Linked DNA regions of Mus musculus: region 1 is linked to region 2. Evidence: chromatin contacts called from public promoter capture Hi-C data. All regions are on one chromosome and are shown on one strand. Each heading gives the region's core, a stretch centred on a gene start, on an enhancer-like site or on the middle of the called end of the contact. The rest is flanking DNA. Distances are from core to core; before and after follow the strand shown.

Region 1 (4,075 bases), core at 1,217-3,716, 74 kb after region 2:
TCCTGGGATCAGAGCTATGCTCCACCTTCATATGAGTGCTGAATGCAGCAGCTCTTAGTGCTGCTGCCACACCGCACACTGCTCTATTGCATTCCTGTTCCAGTGTGTAGAGTGAGACCCAGGGTCGTATGTATGTGCGGCCATCTACTACTGAGCTACATACACTCTGAGCTTATTGTGATGGTACACATGGAAAGAACAATTTGCAGGTATTGGTTCTCTTCTTCTACCATGTTGGTCTCAGGGATTAAACTCTGGCTGTTGGACTTGATGGCAAGTTCTTTCACTTTCTGAGCCCTCTTGCTGGAGCTCTGCATGTAGTTTAGACTGGCCTAGAACTAATTATGTAGCCCGAATCGGGCTACCTCCTTAGTGCTGGGATTACAGGTGTATGCTGCTACACCTAGCTATTGATTTAGGTAGGATGTCAGTACATGTATTCCTGAAAGACTCTACTACTTTATTAAGGAGGAGGAGTCCCTTCCTTCAGTATTATCATCACTGGCAAGTTGGTTATGCTCCACTAAGTAATTCTTCCCATCCGTGCTCGTGCAAGTAACTAATTAAACTCAAATGGTCTCCCGGTCCCCCTTCCTTCTCTCTCAGACACAGACACACACACACAACACACACACACACACACACACACACACACACACACACACACACACACACACACGAAAATAGGTTTGCCGGGCAATGGTGGCTGGTGGCTCATGCCTTTAATCCAGCACTCAGGAGGCAGAGGCAGGTGGATTTCTGAGTTCGAGGCCAGCCTGGTCTACAGAGTAAGTTCCAGGACAGCAAGGGCTATATAGAGAAACCCCGTCTTGAAGAAAAAAAAAAAAAAAAAAGAAAGAAAAAGAAAAAGAAAGAAGAAAATAGAGAGGTTCTAGAGAGATGGCTCAGTGGTTAGGAACACTGATTGCTCTTCTAGAGAACTCAGGTTCAATTCCCAACATCCACATGGCAGCTCACAACTGTTCAAAATTCCAGTTGCAGGGGATCCAAAGCCCTCTTTTTCTCTTTAGGGGCTCCAGGCACTCATGTGGTTCACAGACACATGCTAGCAAGACACCCAAATACATAAAATAAAAGTAGAGAGGGATGTGTTGGGACAAAGTACAGCAGGAGTGAGTGAGCAGCCGATAAGAGAGCAATGGGGGCTGGTATGGCTAAAATATCATTATGTACATGTCTGACCTATTAAGGGATAAATAAAAATTACATTTAAAAAGTCTCCATTTGCTACAAGGATCTTTATAGTCTGGGGACATTTGTCTTGGTAGGATTTGAGACGCTATCCCTATAGCCTGCATAGCATCCTGGAAAGCCGGTTCTGAGGGCACTTCACAGCTAGCCCTCTTTTCCCCTGTCAGCCTGGGGGATATGAATGCTAACTGATGGTAGCCAGTTGATTTTTGCAAAAGTGACATTAGCCTAATCTGCCCTTTTCTGCAATGATGTTTCTTTTTTGGAACTCATACTCAAGAATTTGTTGGGATACATCAGGGAAAACAGCTTTCCACCCCCATGTGACTGCTTCCTAACTCTAGCTCCCCAGCCATTCCAGTTCCTTTCTCCATCATAATTCATTCACCCTTCCTCTATGAAAGTATAAAAGAAGACCAAACAAGCCAACCTTTCAGATAGAGGAATGAGGAAGGGAACCTGAGATACTGTGCATCCAGATGGGTCACTGGAACTGCTTGAACATGTTTTGCTGATGGAACTTTCAAGCCCTGCCACCACTGATGTTACCTCCCAGAATGACTAAGTGGCTTGGCCATACATTAATCCATTCATTTGCCCACTATGCTAAGTGTTAGGCATACACAGAGAGCAAATTAAGTAACCGGAACCCTTGTGGAACTTAGACTCTAGGGAGGAGCCAGGCATCAGTTAGAAGTACTGCCGAGAAAGAGTGTTTATAGTAGAATGTGTATACACACCTAAAGGAGTGCACACCTTCCGGGAAAGGGAGGGCTGAGCTCTCAAGGTTTTGTGGGAGTCAGCCAGGGGAGAGTTCTGGGAGCATGGGGAGCACTGCCTGTTCATGTGCTGGGACTTGGTGGGTTAGGTGGGGGACTAAGTGTGAGGAGCCTGGAGAGGTAGGGTAGGACAGACCGCAGTGCAGACCAGAGCAAAGATTTCTGTCTTCATCCTGGAAGCAATGGCAAATCATCTGTCATATGTGTCTTGTGCACCCTCTCCCACCTCTAGTTTAAAAAGCAGAAGCTTCTCCTAGAGCTGGACCAGTATGCTCCAGATGTGGCTGAACTCATCCGAACCCCCATGGAAATGCGCTACATCCCTCTGAAAGTGGCCCTGTTGTAAGTACTCCCCCACAAATCAGAACTCAGTGCCAACAAGCGCAAGGAAAATCTGATGAGACTCTCCCATGTTGTAGTTGTAGAGATTTGCAGTCTTAGTCATCAAGTATTTGCCGTACTTCTCTTGCACAACTGGGGGTTAGGGCCAGCAAGAGAGACAGAGCCATCCTGTCTCTGTTGAGACAAAGACTCACACAGGGACAGGCACAATCAAACCCTTCACAAAGGCCTTCTGACTCAGTGCTGGCCTGGGCTCCAACCTGATTGTAACTAGTGTTTCTTAAAAGTGGTAGTTCTTTATTAGCAGTGCATTGGGTACAATTTTGATCTTTCTGTGCTGCTGTCTCATATAGCTTCTGTATTTCATATGCGATTTAGTTGCCTGTTTATAATTCAGAAAACTGGGCTAGGTGACAAGCTTGGAAGAGTGGCAGCTGCTGATGCTTTACGAAAAATTCTCTAGGAGTAATTAATACGCCAGTGAGTATGATCCTCTCAGATCATTCTCATCTGTGTTTCTGAGATAGGCAAAATGAACTATTTAATCAGCCAGTAGTCATCAGATATTAATAACATGCTAGTTTCTAGGAACACATACTAAACAAAACATAAATTTCCTCATGGAAAAAACATGCCCTAAAATTTTTTAGAATTAGAAGCTGGACATGATGTCACATGTTTGTGATCCCGGCCACAGGGCCTAAGGAGGGAGGACTGCTGAGTTTGAGGCTAATCTGTGCTATGTAGCAGTATTCCATATCAGAAAACAAGGGTCCGTGGAGGGAGCTTGGTCGGTAGCGTGCTTGCATAGCATACAAAGCCCTGGGTTTGATCCTCAGCACTGAATAAATTGGGTGTGGTGGTGCTTGTCTGTAATCCTACCACTTGGGAACAGGAGGCAGGAAGATCAGAGGTTCAAGGTCAGCTTCACCTACATAGTGAGTTTGATGCCCACTTAGATATTCTGGGGCCGGGCTGCTTTTTTGGAGCCTTTACTCTGTGTATGAATTTCCTATTCAGTATTCTGGGTAGATGTCTAGGCAGCTGCTTCTTTAGTGTCACCCGCTACTTAGAAATGATTTTGTGTTTTTTCCTCCTATGAGATAATTTTGGTATATCTGTTCTCAACTACATATTTCAGAAATTTGATGGGAACTACTTTAATAGGACCAAAGGTTTAGCAACATAATGAATCCTTATAGACTCTCGTATCCCCTGAGGGTAGTTTCATAATAGCAGCAGCCATTTCTTTGAAGGTTGTGTAACAAGTCTGATTGCTGGGAAAAACAAAAAACAAAAACTCACCAAACCCCCAAGAGTTTCTAGGCATTTGGTTTTAGAACTACTAATCTTACATTCCTAGGAGGTAGTATTAGATTTAAGGTCTTTACTTGTAAATAATTATTATAATCTTTTTCTAAGACACTGGTGTATTTCTTCTTTTCTGATAATCAGAATTATGTAACTGACCTTTCTTCCTTTGTCTGCTGGGAAACTCAGCCATGTCTGAGGCTGCTTATTGTAAGCTGTAGACCTGTCTGAGGCTGTTCTTGTAAAGCTATAGACCAGTCTGAAGCTGTTATTGTAAGGCTGTACAGTTGTCTGAGATTGGTTATTACACAGCTGTAGACCTGTCTGAGGCTGGTTATTGTACCACCGCTGTAGCTCTTTCGTTTTCGTAGCTTTGCATTTTATTTTCTTCTTATGTATTTTCCCTGGTCTTGATTATGGCTGGTTTTACT
Region 2 (4,260 bases), core at 1,267-3,766:
TCGAGTCCTGGGTCCAGTAGGAAAACTACCCCAAGTCCTGGAAGGCAAAACTCAAAAGCTCCTAAACTTACTCTGGCTTCTCAAACAAGCACAACCATGTTGCAGAACATGGAGCTGCCTAGAAATGTGTTGGTTGGTCCCACTCCACTTGCCAATCCCCCTTTACCTGGAAGCTTTCCTAACAATACTGGGCTTAATCCTCAGAATCCCACGGTGCCTGTGCCTGCAATGGGGACTGTCCTTGAGGATAACAAGGAGAGTGTGAATATTCCTCAGGACAGTGACTGCCAGAATGCCCAGGGTAGGAAGGAGCAGGTAAACACTGAGCTGAAAGTAGTCCCTACCCAAGAAGCTAAAATGGCTGTCCCTGAAGATCAATCCAAAAAGGATGGGCAACCATTGGATCCTAACAAACTCCCCAGTGTTGAAGAGAACAAAAATTTGATGTCTCCTGCCATGAGAGAAGCACCAACATCATTAAGCCAACTTCTTGACAACTCTGGAGCTCCTAATGTGACCATTAAACCCCCTGGGCTTACAGATCTGGAAGTAACACCTCCAGTAGTTTCAGGAGAGGACCTTAGAAAAGCATCTGTCATTCCCACACTGCAGGATCCGCCTTCTAAAGAACCCTCTACTTCTTTAAGCTCACCTCACAGTAGTGAGCCGTGCTCAACACTTGCGCGTTCAGAATTGAGTGAGGTCAGCTCTAACACTGCACCAAGCATCCCTCCAGTAATGTCAAGACCCGTCAGCTCTTCCTCCATTTCTACTCCCTTACCTCCAAACCAAATAACTGTATTTGTTACTTCCAACCCCATCACCACTTCATCTAACACATCAGCAGCCCTGCCAACTCACTTGCAGTCTGCATTGATGTCAACAGTCGTCACAATGCCCAACGTGGGTAACAAAGTTATGGTTTCTGAAGGACAGTCAGCTGCTCAGTCTAATGCCCGGCCTCAGTTCATTACACCTGTCTTTATCAACTCATCTTCAATAATTCAGGTTATGAAAGGATCACAGCCAAGCACAATTCCTGCAACCCCATTGACAACCAACAGTGGCCTGATGCCTCCCTCTGTCGCAGTTGTTGGACCTTTACACATACCTCAGAACATAAAATTTTCTTCAGCTCCTGTAACACCTAATGTCCCCTCCAGTAGTCCTGCTCCAAATATACAGACAGGTCGGCCATTGGTCCTTAGCTCACGAGCCACTCCTGTTCAGCTGCCTTCCCCTCCTTGTACATCCTCTCCAGTTGTCGCTCCTAATCCTTCTGTCCAGCAAGTAAAAGAATTAAATCCAGATGAGGCTAGTCCTCAGACGAACACCTCAGCAGACCAGAGCACTCTGCCTCCTTCACAGCCAACCACAGTAGTTTCTCCCCTTTTGACCAATAGTCCAGGCTCCTCTGCCAATCGTCGAAGCCCAGTCTCATCCAGTAAGGGCAAAGGAAAAGTGGACAAAATTGGCCAGATTTTGCTGACCAAGGCTTGTAAGAAAGTTACAGGCTCTCTGGAGAAAGGGGAAGAACAATATGGTGCAGATGGAGAGACTGAAGGCCCAGGGCTAGAGATCACAACTCCTGGGCTAATGGGAACAGAGCAGTGCTCCACAGAGCTGGACAGTAAAACCCCAACACCCTCAGCACCCACTCTACTAAAAATGACCTCTAGCCCCATGGGCCCAAGCTCCACCTCAACAGGACCCATCTTACCTGGCGGTGCTCTTCCCACCAGTGTACGCTCAATAGTAACCACATTGGTACCCTCTGAGCTCATCTCCACAGCGCCAACCACAAAAGGCAATCATGGTGGCGTAACATCTGAGCCACTTGCAGGTGGCCTAGTGGAGGAGAAGGTGGGATCCCATCCAGAGCTTCTACCCAGCATAGGTATGTACTTGAGCTTGGCATCAGCTCCTCATGTCAGGTTTTTGCTGGCCTGTCCCACAAGAGAGAAAGCACAGCCCTTTTCTACTTAAAAGAAGAAAAATGGCAGTTGTAGATTTACTTACTGAAAGTACATTGAAAAATATGCTTTTAAATGCCATGTTCAGTTTATATTCATTAACATGGTTCTTTCCTGGCTTCTGAACTGATTCATGTTTCATTTTCATGTGTATATATGTTCCTCAGTTTTAAAAAGCATTTTCATACATACTATCTCACATCATCTTTATACCAACCATTGATATAGTCTTATTCCTTCCTGTGGGTGAAAAGATTGAAGCTCAGAAATGTCTAATATTTGTTGAGCCTATACTCTTTTATGTCTCTGGCCTGGCATCATCCCTTGAGTGTGAACAACAACTTCTTTATGCCCCTCCCATTGTACTTCTTGCCTTGTTCTCACTGTATGCTAACTCAGGGGCCTTTCTGTTTGGACTGCTCCAGAAAAGCTTACCAGAAAACCAGATTTCATGATAAGCAAAGGAAGATCTGAGTGGGGAAAAGTCAGATAGACTTGCAGTATTTGCCAGCTCAATGGGCTGGGACAAGTCTCACTTCCTCCTTTGTAATGTGGAGACAGTCATAGTCACAAGATTTCAGTGAGGTAATGAATGCTTAGCACATGCTTAGCACAGAACCTAAAATACGGTAATATGGTTTAAGTGTTATTGCCTGTTTCCTTTGGACATGGCCTCTTAGTAAACTGCATTAGTGGACATCTAGTTCAAGTTATTTCTTGTGCACTAGGTCAGTGGTTAGTACTGGAAACAGGTGTCTTTATACCTCCTTTCTCCTGTATGGCTCAAGTAGTGCAGAAGCTCCACATACCTAGAGATAAGTTAGTCATAGCTAGGGGCCTCTGCAGTATCTAAGCCAGCTAATAATACCTCTTTTATTTATGCAGCTAAAATACTTTGAGTGCCTACCAATTAGGAGGAGGAGCAGAAAGGATACCAGCTTCAGGTTATGATCAGAGTTCAAATTTTAGCTCCACTGGTTGCCAGTTACAGTCTGGTGAGTTCCTCGTACTTCACCTGTAAAGTGGAGATTATAATTTTACCACCCAGGATATGTAGGATTCAGTGAGAGAACTTGAATATCAAGTGCCAGCTTACTGCCCCAGACATAGCTCTAGAAAGGTTCCGTCCCTTCTTTCTCCCTCTTACCTAAAGAGATACAAGAAGGGGTGAAGACCTGCAAAGAGTTCAATGTCCCTACGAGAGAGAGACTTTGCTGGGGACGGCTCTGTGTTTCAAGGTTGAATTTTGTTGATGTAGGTGACTATAAGAATTAAAAAGAAAGCTGAGCATGGTGGTGCACACATGCAGCACGTGGGAGAGGAGGTAAGATGGAGAGCAGAGCCACTCTCGGCTACAGACTTGAGTTTGAGGCCAAGCTAAGCTACATGAGACCTTGTGTAAACCAGAAGGAACTGGTGTGGCTTAAGTATGTTCTCTGATGCTTGATATTTCCATTTCTGTTTCCTTCTAGGGAACTTTTTCCTTTAATACTAAGAGAATAATGATGAAATAATTAGAAAATATTTTTATTTGAATCACAATTGATAGTAGAGAAACATAAGTTTTAGGGAGATGAACCAGCAATTAAGCTACTAAGCAGAGAGAAATCTACAAAATTCAGTTTCCATCAAAGGGTAAAACTTACTGTTGTAGTTTATCAAGAATTTTAAGCTATAGTGTTAAGATGGAAGGCATACCCTTGATAGCCCTGGCATACTTAAGCCTTAAGTCTTTACTGTACAGTCCATAAAGTTGTGTTCCAGAGTGTCTCGTGTGTTCTAGTTCTAGGGTCTAAGTCTGTTCTGTCTTTCAAAGACTCATGCTGACATTTCTACCTGAAATATTCCTTTACATTTTCAGCCTAGAGTATTCTTTTCCTTTGGACTCCCATGGCACTTTATATTTTATGTGTCTCTTTCCATATGACATCATAGTGGAGTACACTGTATGTATCTGTCTTACCTTTCATAATAGGGTGAGCTGCCTATAGAAAGTTCTTATAGCTATTTGTTAGAAAAGTAAATAATACTATATTGATTTATTTATTAAGTATATATTTATTGTCTGTTTTATGCCCATCACTCTTGCTAGTTGCTATAGAAAAGTACAGAATTGTGTGTTTTGGTAATCAAGGAGTGTGTGTAGAATCTCTGCTGGGGTTACATAATTTTTTTTTAAATGTTGAGATGAGTGGTATAGCCATTCTAAAAGAAGCTAGCTTGCTTACTAAGATATAGTTTTCAGCTTTTTAAGAAAACAGCCATTAGGCCTAGTGTGGTGGCACAT

Evidence for each region. Capture Hi-C pulls out chosen DNA fragments and counts their contacts.
Region 1: a promoter capture Hi-C map of adipose tissue shows a contact between it and region 2, with 2.2 times the contacts expected there. The contact joins two enhancer-like sites. A contact is called at or near these places in 10 of 484 Hi-C or Micro-C datasets (the AML12 cell line, bone marrow, bone marrow-derived dendritic cells and 7 more), 2 of 115 datasets of contacts at active chromatin or transcription factors (embryonic stem cells and extraembryonic endoderm stem cells) and 2 of 9 other capture datasets (adipose tissue and pancreatic islet).

Annotation. Positions count from the first base shown.
Region 1 is chr2:155,329,407-155,333,481 of GRCm38.p6, reverse strand. It overlaps Pigu (phosphatidylinositol glycan anchor biosynthesis, class U), which reads left to right. Exons shown (of 12, transcript NM_001004721.1): 5 at 2,224-2,333. Among named protein-coding and RNA genes, the nearest start is that of Mir695, 25 kb to the left of the region's middle. Within about 2 kb of position 2,466, at least 45 of the 459 cell types and tissues checked have an H3K27ac peak or open chromatin away from gene starts, as enhancers often do. A contact at or near this core is called in adipose tissue, where this site is marked.
Region 2 is chr2:155,403,112-155,407,371 of GRCm38.p6, reverse strand. It overlaps Ncoa6 (nuclear receptor coactivator 6), which reads left to right. Exons shown (of 14, transcript NM_019825.3): 10 at 1-1,897. Among named protein-coding and RNA genes, the nearest start is that of Trp53inp2, 23 kb to the right of the region's middle. Within about 2 kb of position 2,516, at least 68 of the 459 cell types and tissues checked have an H3K27ac peak or open chromatin away from gene starts, as enhancers often do. A contact at or near this core is called in adipose tissue, where this site is marked.